Regions from separate parts of the Mus musculus genome. Here all the other regions are linked to region 1. The links are chromatin contacts, called in public ChIA-PET and HiChIP or PLAC-seq maps. All regions are on one chromosome and are shown on one strand. Each heading gives the region's core, a stretch centred on a gene start, on an enhancer-like site or on the middle of the called end of the contact. The rest is flanking DNA. Distances are from core to core; before and after follow the strand shown.

Evidence for each region. ChIA-PET counts read pairs in DNA pulled down with a chosen protein or histone mark. HiChIP or PLAC-seq counts read pairs in DNA pulled down with a chosen protein or histone mark.
Region 2: a Foxp3 HiChIP or PLAC-seq map of regulatory T cells shows a contact between it and region 1, with 5 times the contacts expected there. The contact joins two enhancer-like sites. A contact is called at or near these places in 1 of 484 Hi-C or Micro-C datasets (CD4 T cells), 3 of 115 datasets of contacts at active chromatin or transcription factors (CD8 T cells, memory CD8 T cells and regulatory T cells) and 2 of 9 other capture datasets (adipose tissue and pancreatic islet).
Region 3: an RNA polymerase II ChIA-PET map of memory CD8 T cells shows a contact between it and region 1, with 1,797 read pairs. The contact joins two enhancer-like sites. A contact is called at or near these places in 1 of 15 datasets of contacts at CTCF or cohesin (CD8 T cells), 13 of 484 Hi-C or Micro-C datasets (CD4 T cells, CD8 T cells, CD8 central memory T cells and 4 more), 5 of 115 datasets of contacts at active chromatin or transcription factors (CD8 T cells, effector CD8 T cells, memory CD8 T cells and 2 more) and 3 of 9 other capture datasets (adipose tissue, embryonic stem cells and liver).
Region 4: a BATF HiChIP or PLAC-seq map of CD8 T cells shows a contact between it and region 1, with 11 read pairs. The contact joins two enhancer-like sites. A contact is called at or near these places in 2 of 484 Hi-C or Micro-C datasets (nephron progenitors and regulatory T cells), 2 of 115 datasets of contacts at active chromatin or transcription factors (CD8 T cells and memory CD8 T cells) and 1 of 9 other capture datasets (adipose tissue).

The regions. Positions count from the first base shown.
Region 1 is chr8:81,700,789-81,703,488 of GRCm38.p6, forward strand. All of the region lies in intron 2 of Inpp4b (inositol polyphosphate-4-phosphatase, type II), which reads left to right. Among named protein-coding and RNA genes, the nearest start is that of Gm51582, 360 kb to the left of the region's middle. Within about 2 kb of position 1,428, at least 26 of the 459 cell types and tissues checked have an H3K27ac peak or open chromatin away from gene starts, as enhancers often do. A contact at or near this core is called in CD8 T cells, Th1 cells, memory CD8 T cells and 1 more, where this site is marked.
Region 2 is chr8:81,557,607-81,560,306 of GRCm38.p6, forward strand. The region is part of intron 2 of Inpp4b (inositol polyphosphate-4-phosphatase, type II); the gene reads left to right. Among named protein-coding and RNA genes, the nearest start is that of Gm51582, 220 kb to the left of the region's middle. Within about 2 kb of position 1,260, at least 18 of the 459 cell types and tissues checked have an H3K27ac peak or open chromatin away from gene starts, as enhancers often do. A contact at or near this core is called in CD8 T cells, memory CD8 T cells and regulatory T cells, where this site is marked.
Region 3 is chr8:81,496,639-81,499,381 of GRCm38.p6, forward strand. The region is part of intron 2 of Inpp4b (inositol polyphosphate-4-phosphatase, type II); the gene reads left to right. Among named protein-coding and RNA genes, the nearest start is that of Gm51582, 160 kb to the left of the region's middle. Within about 2 kb of position 1,298, at least 25 of the 459 cell types and tissues checked have an H3K27ac peak or open chromatin away from gene starts, as enhancers often do. A contact at or near this core is called in CD8 T cells, Th1 cells, memory CD8 T cells and 1 more, where this site is marked.
Region 4 is chr8:81,514,005-81,516,704 of GRCm38.p6, forward strand. All of the region lies in intron 2 of Inpp4b (inositol polyphosphate-4-phosphatase, type II), which reads left to right. Among named protein-coding and RNA genes, the nearest start is that of Gm51582, 170 kb to the left of the region's middle. Within about 2 kb of position 1,372, at least 12 of the 459 cell types and tissues checked have an H3K27ac peak or open chromatin away from gene starts, as enhancers often do. A contact at or near this core is called in CD8 T cells, memory CD8 T cells and regulatory T cells, where this site is marked.

The DNA.
Region 1 (2,700 bases), core at 178-2,677:
ACACAGAAGTGGATGCTCACAGTCAGCTAATGGATGGATCACAGGGCTCCCAATGGAGGAGCTAGAGAAAGTACCCAAGGAGCTAAAGGGATCTGCAACCCTATAGGTGGAACAACATTATGAACTAACCAGTACCCCGGAGCTCTTGACTCTAGCTGCATATGTATCAAAAGATGGCCTAGTTGGCCATCACTGGAAAGAGAGGCCCATTGGACATGCAAACTTCATATGCCCCAGTACAGGGGAACGCCAGGGCCAAATAGGGGGAGTGGGTGGGTAGGGGAGTTGGGGTGGGTGGGTATGGGGGACTTTTGGTATAGCATTGGAAATGTAAATGAGCTAAATACCTAATAAAAATGGAAAAAAAAGACTTAAAAAAAATAAAATAAAAATATTGTAAAAATGGTACTCTGCTCAACTTTCAATAGATTGGAGTCAAGGTGTTAACATGAGCCAGTTCATGAGATTAGATTGATGACATTTAACCATTGTCCAGGAAATTTGTCCAGTTTGAAGTGCTAAAATTTCATGTTTATACAGTATTATCTCATAGTTGATAAGGCTGGTTGAACTTTAAGCAAAGCCTATGTGCTTTTCCTGATATAATGATATTTTTGTTTCCCTCTATTAGTCATGATTGTAGTTTGGTTTTAATGTGTAATTTTTTCAGCATATTTCATACAGTCATCATAATTCCTACACAGGCTCTTAAATATTTTAATTTAAAATTACTTCTTTATTAACATCCATGTATTGTCTTATTATTTTTTTTCTAATGTTTAACTATCTCTCTTATTTTTCTCACCATGAAAAGGATGCAGAGACTAATGCCATCAGAAGGATTGCTGCTTTGTGTCTCAGAGAGCTTTTTGTTCTAGTGTCTTCTATGCACTAGAGCACATGAGATAAAGCCCATGACCTCTCCTGAGCCAGCTTTAAATGTTTGGAGGAAGTGGATGTCCACCTTCCTTAACTTCCCAGTGCTAATCATGTGCCTGTTGGCTTATGTTCAGGGGGATGACCTAGTTGTATTTTTGACTGAAATGTGACTTAACAGTTTTTAGCTCAGAGGTGCCTTCTTCTCTAAGTTTGATGAAGTTGGGAGATTTCCAGAAAAGTATCACACTCATGCTGATTTTACTGAATCTTCATTGTTCACATAATAATGGTGTGCAGTGTTTTTCAAAAACATATACCTTATTTTATAAATTCTCTTTACATGTTCCCTTACTCCCTAAATAAATGGCAATGATTTCCTTATATAAAGACATGGTATCAAAAAGTTAAAAGTTAATAGATATATTAACAAAGCACAGTATCACAAGCCACCATATCATAAATAATTTAATTCTAAAAGGATACAAGGGAAGCGGTTTCTCTGTGATGTATAAAAGACTTCCAGTGAGCTGGTGAAATGTCAGCAGGTCAAAGATGATGCAGTGTTCACAGAGAGGATGTGAGAAACCACAAAACAAGGCTGATTCCATGCAGAGAACCAATGAGGACTAGAAATGGGCAGCTGCTTAACATCTCAGATGAACTTGTGTGAAGCAGTTTATTTTTATTTATATGATAATGGAAATAATATTCTTGGGAAGAGGATCTTTCCTTTTGGATCACTGATTTATGTTGTCCAAGCTGTGTTAACTGCTTGTAGTTATCATACTTTCCTGATTGTCTTTAGTTTTTATGTATCTCACATACAGTTTTATGAAAGCCCTTTGTGTACTTCCTTATGGAGATATCCAGCTCTGGTCCAGGCATATGCCTGGTGCCTGCCATGGACCAGTTGAGTATCATAAATGCATTGTGATGAGAGATAGACAGCTACTTTTCAGAGATCCTGTCCCTCTTTTAGAATTATAATACATATTCTCAGCCTCGTATTTCTTGCCTCTCAACTGAACTATTGGAAATACCCAACATTGGCCAGTAAATGCCCAGTCTGTCTCACCCTTCATCTCTCTACTGGATGCACGGGTGACTAAGTACTCTTCAGGTGATATGCAGAGTGTGTGTGTGTGTGTGTCACTAGGTTTCTGAAGGATTTCATTAAGCAGATTCCTTCTTCACCTGCATGTTCCCTTTACACACCAAATTAGATTCTTGAGTAAAGAGCTTAAGTGACTAAACTTTCAAAGTTAACTATCACAAAACACGGTACTACCCAGATAATGGAAGAAATAAATACTGTTCAGTAAGTGTATCTGGGGCCAGCTAGAAGTCAACATGTGCCTTCAATGATGACTATGCAAGCTTTGCCTAATTTTAGGTAGGGCAGCTCTTATTTGAAATAAGAACATCAAAATAAGTATTGAAATATTTAGCATACAGAAGATGCATCTGTTGGTTTTCAACCACAGAACAAAATCCACACCTGGAGTGATAATCAGAAGAATCATGACATCAAACTTCTGCTGGCCACTTCATTTGACACTTCCACTTATTGATGGAAAGGAAATCAGGGCTTAAATAAAATAATGTTGATCAGTAGCTTGTAGGTTTATATTTCACATGATCAATGACTTGAGTTCTAATCTTTATTAGAAAACATTACCACATTTTAGATATCGTTGGGCCAGTTAGAAAGCTCAGTGTGTAAAGGTACTTGATCTCAACTAAGCCTGAGATTGATCCCTGAAAACCACAGAATTGAGAGAACAGAATCTGCAAATTCTCCTCTGATCTCCATGTGCCCAA
Region 2 (2,700 bases), core at 10-2,509, 140 kb before region 1:
TTTCATTTTTTGATGAATGGGAAGGACATTAACACTTTATGTCTTTATTGCGTTGTTAAAAGAAAAATGTGACAAAAATGAAGTGTTGGCAAAATAGTTTTATTTACTTCATTAACATTTATAGCCCTGGACAATATGCAGCTTATTGGAAGTCCATACAAAATATTAATACTGCAGTTACAGCCACAGCTACAAATGGAGATCTACACTGTGCTGAATTGCTTAATTAAGGTAATGCTGGTGTTAAGGTAATAGACTCTGGGGTGGGTATACTGAACGTCAGTTCTTAGTTTTCAATCAATTAACATATGACCTTTGTTAATTACATAATGTTGTTAGACCTGTAATTCTGGCCACTTGGAAGGCAGAAGCAGGAAGATCACAAGTTTAAGTCCTGACCTATAAAGAGAGTTCAAAGCTTGTCTGGGACACTTAGCCAGATTTTGTGTCCCAATTTAAAAATTGGAAAAATAGAGGTGGATACAGCCCAATGAGTTGTTTTCCAGCATACACTAGTTCCAGGATTTCACCTGGAGAACACATAAAGGAATAAAAAGAAGGATATATAGATATAGACATAGATAGATAGATAGATAGATAGATAGATAGATAGATAGATAGATAGATAGATAGAGATGATATAGATATATGAATCTCTCACTCTCTCAGATATATATATGAAAAGGTGGGATGTTGATGCTTTCCTACCTATGACAGAAGGGAAATAATAGTACTGATTTATAGAAGTTTTTCATTTTTAAATACAAGTGGGTTATGCTATGCAATAGTGCTTAGAATGGAGTTGTGGATATGGAAAACATAGTATGTTAGTTATATATTTTATGAGTATCATTATCATATACAATCCATACAGTTGCATAACCTAGTAGAGATGATCTTCCTATTTATCCGTGTGAAATAAGTTGAGAGATGCTTGACAGATCTTAGGAATGAGGAGTAAGTTGCACTTTAAATTCCACTGAGTAGCACTGGAGTGACGCATGGTTCTTTGACCACATCAATGCTATGACCCATACATATGTCAATATTGTAGAAGTACAAACAATTGAAATGGAAACTTCTGGTTTCTTTGGAAAGTCAGTTACGTTAAATGATGTTTTGCTGGGGCACATAAGTGAAAGGATGTTTTGCTAAAGCAAACGTGTGAAAGAATATTTTAATGAAGCAGGCACAGGTGAAAGGATGTTTTGCTATAGCAGAAATGAGAAAGTACACGTGATGTTTAGAAAGAATGTAAATGTGGCCCCTCAGACAGTGGGAGCTGGAGTGTTGGCTTGCCTTGCTCTGCATCACTAGACTTCACTAATGATGCACATAAATTGGTTTGCCTTACATGGCATTGATGAGCTTAGCTTGTGGTGACTGTGGAGAGAAACTCACAGTAGAACTTCTCCTCGTGAAGGTACTGCTCCTTTTTGTCAATTCTGTGGACTTGGGCCAGTTGACAAGTCTCACAGTTTCTTCTGGATTGAATGACTCCTGCTGATTTGTGTTTGGTGTTTGTTAGTGGACTGGACTGAGAACAACGAAGATTGCAATCACCCCAAAGGACTATTTCTAAACATGTCCACTTCCCATGTATTCTAATAATCTTTTTTTCCCACTACTTCTGGTAAATGGTGGGCTAGAATGGAGGTTGAACCCTTATTGAAGTAGGCTGTGAAAATATATGCCTACAGACAATGTCATCCAAAGTGTTCTCTTGTCTCTTGCAAGGTAAAACTAGTTGTAGCTGATACATGTCCAGTGCTGAATCTACTGTGCAAGGACTGTACAGTTGGTGGATAGTTGTAATCATTGTTGGCTTTACCACAAGCTATAATGGGACTGAATGAAATTGATACAGTTTTCTAATTTCTTAGTTGATCCACATTGTTTATTTGTCTGCTGTTAAATTGGTGAGTAGGCTTAATATAGGGGGAAAGAAATTCATACTTCACCCTCATTACCTTATTTCACATTTATATTCGATGTTAGAGAAAAATTGTGGGACTGTGAGAGGCAGCCTGGTTTCTGGTTGAGCTAGGTTTAAAACCCCAGTGCCCCAGAAGGTGACCGTAGCCTGCAAGGGACAGTAGGTGTTTTGTCACACTCCTAGACACAGGTTCCAGACAGGAGGCCACAGCTCTCCACTTCATGGGTCTGTGGACATCAGTCATGTAAGGGAATGCCTCAAGCCCTCCACAGGTAGAGGATGTGACCACAGATCATGTAGCCTCAAGACAGACCCCATTTTAATGAGGCACCTAAAGGTCTGAAGGGCTTAGTCAATTAAGCTCCCCTTCCCCGACACTCCTCCCTGCAAAAAATATTTTACCTCAGGCTTGCCCTGAGAAAAATGGGGTACAGTTCCACTTATCAGAATTATCTACCATGACAATAAGTGCTTTAAAACCATGGACTGTCTCTTATTTGGATCCACTGTGGGAAACAATGGAGCAGGTTTTTCTCTAAAGAGCAATGTCTAATCTCCCTCAGGAGGCCTCTCTGCATTCCCAGCGATGGTCACCATCACTGCTGAGCCAAGCCAAGGACTCTCTCCTCCCCACAGGACCCAGCCAGAGCCCTCCTCCTGCCCTTTTCCCTTCACCTTGGCTATATCCAACCTGCGGGCCACCACTCTGTTCTCAGCACTTCTGCTGCATCCAGCGACATCTGTGGTGCCCAAGAGTCTGAGGA
Region 3 (2,743 bases), core at 48-2,547, 200 kb before region 1:
ATCATGTTCCTCTCGTCCCCTCCATGTCCTCTTTCCTACTCAGGTCCCTCCCTTTCCCTTCTGCGATTGCTTTCTTCTTCCTCCCAAGTGGGATTGAGGCATCCTCACTTGCGCTCTTTGTCTTGTTAACATTTTTAAGGTATGAAGCTCTGAGGGCCAGCAGAAAGAATGGAAACAGATAACCTCAGGAGAGTGGAGATGGAGAATGTACCAGAGACCTGGGAGGTAGAAGACTTTCAGGACTCAAAGGGAGGGACATTAAAGTGAATGCCCTACAGTGCAGAGAGGGAACTCATAGAGCCCACCTGCAGCAGAGGTTGCCATCCCACAGTCAAAAACTCTGACCCATATTTTTTCCTGCCTGAAAGAACTGCAGGGACAAAAATGAAGAAGAGCCTGAGGTAAAGGAGATCCAGCAACAGGCCCAAATTGAGATCCAGCTCAAGGAGAGGTTCCAAGGCCTGACACTATTATTGAGGCTATGGAGAACTCACAAAAAGTGGCCTATTGTGACCACCCTCTGAAAGACCAAATAAGAAGTTGAAAGAGTCAGATGCAGATATTTGCACCCAACCAGCAGGCAGAAGCTACTGACCCCTGTGGTTGAATTAGGGAAAAGTTGGAAAAAGCTGAGGAGGAGGGTGATCCTGTAGAAGGACCAGCAGTCTCAGCTAACCTGAACCCTTGAGATCTCTCAGACACTGGGCCACCTACCTGGCAGCATATACCTGCTGATATGAGGCCCCTGACACATACACAGCAGAGGACTTACAGGTTTCCACTCAGTCAGAGAAGATGCACCTAACCCTCAAGAGGCTGGAGGCCCCAGGGAGTGGGAAAGTATAGTGGTGTGGGGAGCTGGGGATTGAGGGCATCCTTGTGAAGATGGAATGGGATAGAGAACAGTCAGAGAGTAGACAGGGAAGGGGATGACAGCTAGACTGTAAAAAAGGATTAAATGATTTATTTTTTAAAAAAGAGTGTCTACTGTGCAACAAGTTTCTATGCTTTGTCTCTTCTTGCTTCTTTATCTTGCTGTTTGACTCATCCTGTATTGCGGGTGACACCTTGAGTCCTCTTTGTGATAGACAGAGCTTCCTGTGTTACCCACTCTTACTGAGATATCTTCATTGGTTTTGGGGGTATTACTCTCTTTTTCTCTCAAGATCAGTCATGGCAACTGACTACTGAGTGCCAGGGTTTGCATATGTGTGTTTTCCACATGGCAGTGCTACAGACACTGATGGTTATGCTCAAATTTTGGCACAATGAGTGCTACCAGAACAAACAGAGACTGCGTGGTCCCTGTCATGTCTAGCCAACTCTTCACTACCAGAGTGTTTCCAGTGTTCTCTAAAGCTGTGTGGTTTGGAACAACAGCTTTTTGATCTCTAAGCAGAAAGTCCCTTTCTGTTTCAGTACTCATTACCTCTAATGGATATAAAGAACAGTGGTACACTTTCTTCCATTCTACTGGGGATGAGATAGGCTGCATAAAACTGAACCATTCCATAAGAAATTATATATATATGCATACACACACACACACACACACACACACACACACACACACACACACACACACACATAAACTATAAACCGTAAGCATCAGACCCCACCCATGCTCAATTATTTAATGGCACTCACTGGACTCATTGTGAAAACAGGGGGGGTACATTTTACTTTTGTCTTCCTGAAGCTCTTACCTTAGTCTTAATAATATGTTTAAGAAAAATCTTTTCACCTTTGCTACATACTGACCTCTTAACAGGAAATCTGGCTGATATAGAATCGATGTCCAACCATTTAATGTAACTGAGTGAAAAATTCATTACCTTTGTTCTATGATATTAACTCATCTTTTTAAAAAGAAGAAACTTTTTATTCACTGTGATGGAATTTTGAACACAGAATTATCACTTATGAGAAAGTGTCTCTGTTAGCAAAGATTAATGCTTCAGATAGGATTATTAAATTTTTTCTTGGGTTTAAAGTGACTGTGTCACTTTATGAGGGTTATTTTTTTTGCAGTCACTTCTGACAATATAGGACATCAGAAATATTTCAAAGTTTGTTAGCTAAATTATAGAAATAGGTTCACACATAGAGTAGGAGACAGTGTGCAGGCCACGTACTGTTCTCCCACACGCTCCACTTTAAGCGTGGTCTGATATCTTTTTTGTGTGTAGATGAGGGGTCAGTCCTAGAAGGAGTTAGGAAACCTGTTCTAAACAACACTTCTGTCTTAGTTAAGGTTTCATTGCTCTGAAGAGACACTATGACCAAAGCAACTCTTATAAGGACATTTAATTGGGACTGGCTTACAGTTTTAGAGGTACAGTCCATTATTATAGCAGAAAGCATGGCAGCTTTCAGGCAGACATGGTGCTAGAGGAGCCGAGAGTTCTACATCTTGATCTGAAGGCAGGCAGAAGGAGATTCTCTTCTGCAGGTAGCTAGGAGGAGGCTCTCTTCCATACTGAATGGAACTGAAGCATAGAACCTCAAAACTCACCTCAAAAACTCAGTGATGTACTTCCCCCAACAGGGTCCCATCTACTCCAAGAAGACCATACCTCCTAATAGTATCACTTCGCATGGGCCAAGCATGTTCAACCTTCCACAGCAGCATAGAAGTACTTAAAGTAGACTGAAATATTATCCCTGAGCAAGTTCTTCAAATTCAACTATTTTAGACATATTTGTCTCTGCTCAGCAAAGCTAGATATCAGTATTTCTGTAT
Region 4 (2,700 bases), core at 122-2,621, 190 kb before region 1:
GCTTCCACTCCTCAAATTCATAGTTTCTTATTCTTTTATTCTTTAATTATAACACACACCCCCCCACACATGTATGCACACACATGTTAACTAGTACAACCTGCTGAAATCATTTACTTTTGCTCATAGGTATTTAGGCTGACTTCTTGGGGCTTACTGATTCTGCCATTGTCAACAACCGTCAATTGTCCAAAGTTCTTCTTCTGTCCAAAGTCCTGTGAGAATGTATGTTTTGGTCCTAACAATACATTAAAAGTAATTGTTGAAGAAATAAGACTCCAATCTATCTGGTCACATGCTGGCTTCTGAATAGTAATTCCAGAAAAAAATGATGTCACATGATCCAAAAGTTTTTCTCCCTCCAGTTATGAAGAGGCAGTGCTTCTGTTTCAAGAACACTGGGTAATTTGTCATAGATATTGAGTGAGAAGTGAGGGTAAGTCTCAGGTCCTCTGCTTCATCCACTATTTCAGAGTGACCTTGAGATGGAGAAGAGTATAGAACATATATGATTATGGACTGTCTGACCCAGGCAGTTTCACTCTTCCTCTGTGTTTTATATGAAGCAACTGGTAAGAGGTCATGTGAGCAAAGTGGCATGTCTAATTCAGTGAGTAATTTCAAGACTTTGTAGTAGAGACATAGCCACCTCAGTCTCTGGCTTTCTGATCTAGCCCAGGGAAACACAGAGAAGAGTGAACCCAGCAGATTCTTCAGTCAAATGAAGGCATACTGAGCTTGTCTTCATCAGGAATGACCAAGCAACTAAGATTTTAATCTCCTGTTGCTCCCAAATCAGGATGCATCATAGACTCTAGTACATGTGATTTTCTCCGTTAGTTCATCTCCCTCTACTTGATTTTAAACACAGACATCACAGCTTGACTTTATTAGAAGTGCTAATCTGAGCATCCTCTTTAGAGAAATCTATATCCTAGCCATGAACCTGTGCTATGTTTGGAAATGGGAATGGAATCGTTGCTGAATTCACTTTCCCTTCCTCTTTTGCAAAGGTATCACAGACACATTGAAGTCCCCGTGACAGAAAGGTTACTTTTCCCTCTGAGCTATTTCACCAGGCTTTGATAGAAATGTGGTGACATTGCAACTGCTGATAACATCAGGATAAGAAGAGGGTGGTGATGGTCCCATTGTCCTTGATGTCTGGTGATGAATCTGGGCACATGATTCCTCTTAAGTGCTTATCCCTGTTCGGTTCTGCAGGTCAGCTGAGCCTCATATACAGGACAGAATGCATCATTATCTATCAGGACTTGAATAGGCAGACTGACAAAAGACAAGTCACTTTCTATAAACCCCTTTCTCGGTATTGTCTAAAAATATCTTTGAGGGAAATGTGGCTGGTGTGTTGCTGGGGTGTCTGAGCTCATTTCTTAGTCCTGGCTGTGCTATGTGAAGAGCTCACTGTCATCACTGCCCAGAATGGAAAGGGGATGCTGGGATGTGTTTTAAGAGTTTAAATTAGCTTCTCTAATGAAGATGAAGCAGCCAGGGGAGGCCCTCTAGGTTGAGAGGAGGTGACCACTTACCTTTCCTTCTCTGGCCCTTCTGCCATTTCTCCAGCTGCTCTCTGCAGGAGAGCTCTGATTTCTTACAAGATTGTTTCCATGTTAAATCGACACTAAATCAAGAGCACAGTGAGCCCCCAACATACATAGTCTTTTTAAGTGAAGAAAATTTTGCAGGCAGTCAGGTATCCTGTGGGGACTGATGGAGAAGCAGGGAGACAACTAATAAAACCTACCCAAGAGGCTGGCACAAGAAGAAGTAAAAGAGTATCAAGATTAGTTAAAAACCCTTCACCCATCCCCACAGATCTTTTCTGTACAATATCAGCTAGAATTACTTACCTTACATGATTTTTCCTAATCTAAAAGAATCAAAAGACCATCTGAAATCTTTCTCCCCATGCTACAGCCATGTCAGGGCACTCCAGGTCATCCTGATTCTACCTGTGGGATACCTTGTGACTCAAAGGTCTAATCCAGTGTGTCCGTGCCTTGCAACACAGTCATCTCATATATTCATGGATCAATAAAAAATGTTCCATTGTGCCCTAAAGGGACTTAAGGACCAGACCCCGATTTCTCATCATGGTTCTGTTAGATGCTGAGTAGATCTTTTTTCCCTGCACAATGTTTCTAAGAATGCCATTGCTTGTTAAATAAAAATACAAAGGGCCATGAATGGAGATATAGAAGGTAATGTATCCTAGAAAAGATTTAGTAAATGTGTAAATGCCAATTAATTTGGTGCTGTAGAGAGTAGTATCTCTTCCTATCTCTATCTATCTATCTATCTATCTATCTATCTATCTATCTATCTATCTATCTATCTATCATCTATCCATCATCTATCTACCATCTATCTCTTATCTATCTGTCCATCTTACAAGGTAGAGACAATTCATTTGACTTAAAATTACATGAGTTTGGGGTGTAATTTAGTATCAGGAATGGAGAAGATGAATACTAATATTTAAATACTTTCTTAGTTTGTCTGAACATACATTTACGTAGAATAGGATTAATTCACTCAGAAATGTTTGTGTAAAGTAATAGTGAGACTTTGTGGCAACCTAGAATCCTAATGTATTGTGATATATCCTCTATGATTACCTTTGAAGAAGTAAGTAACACATCTTGAGAATTAATGCAATTAAGTCATACCATAAACCTT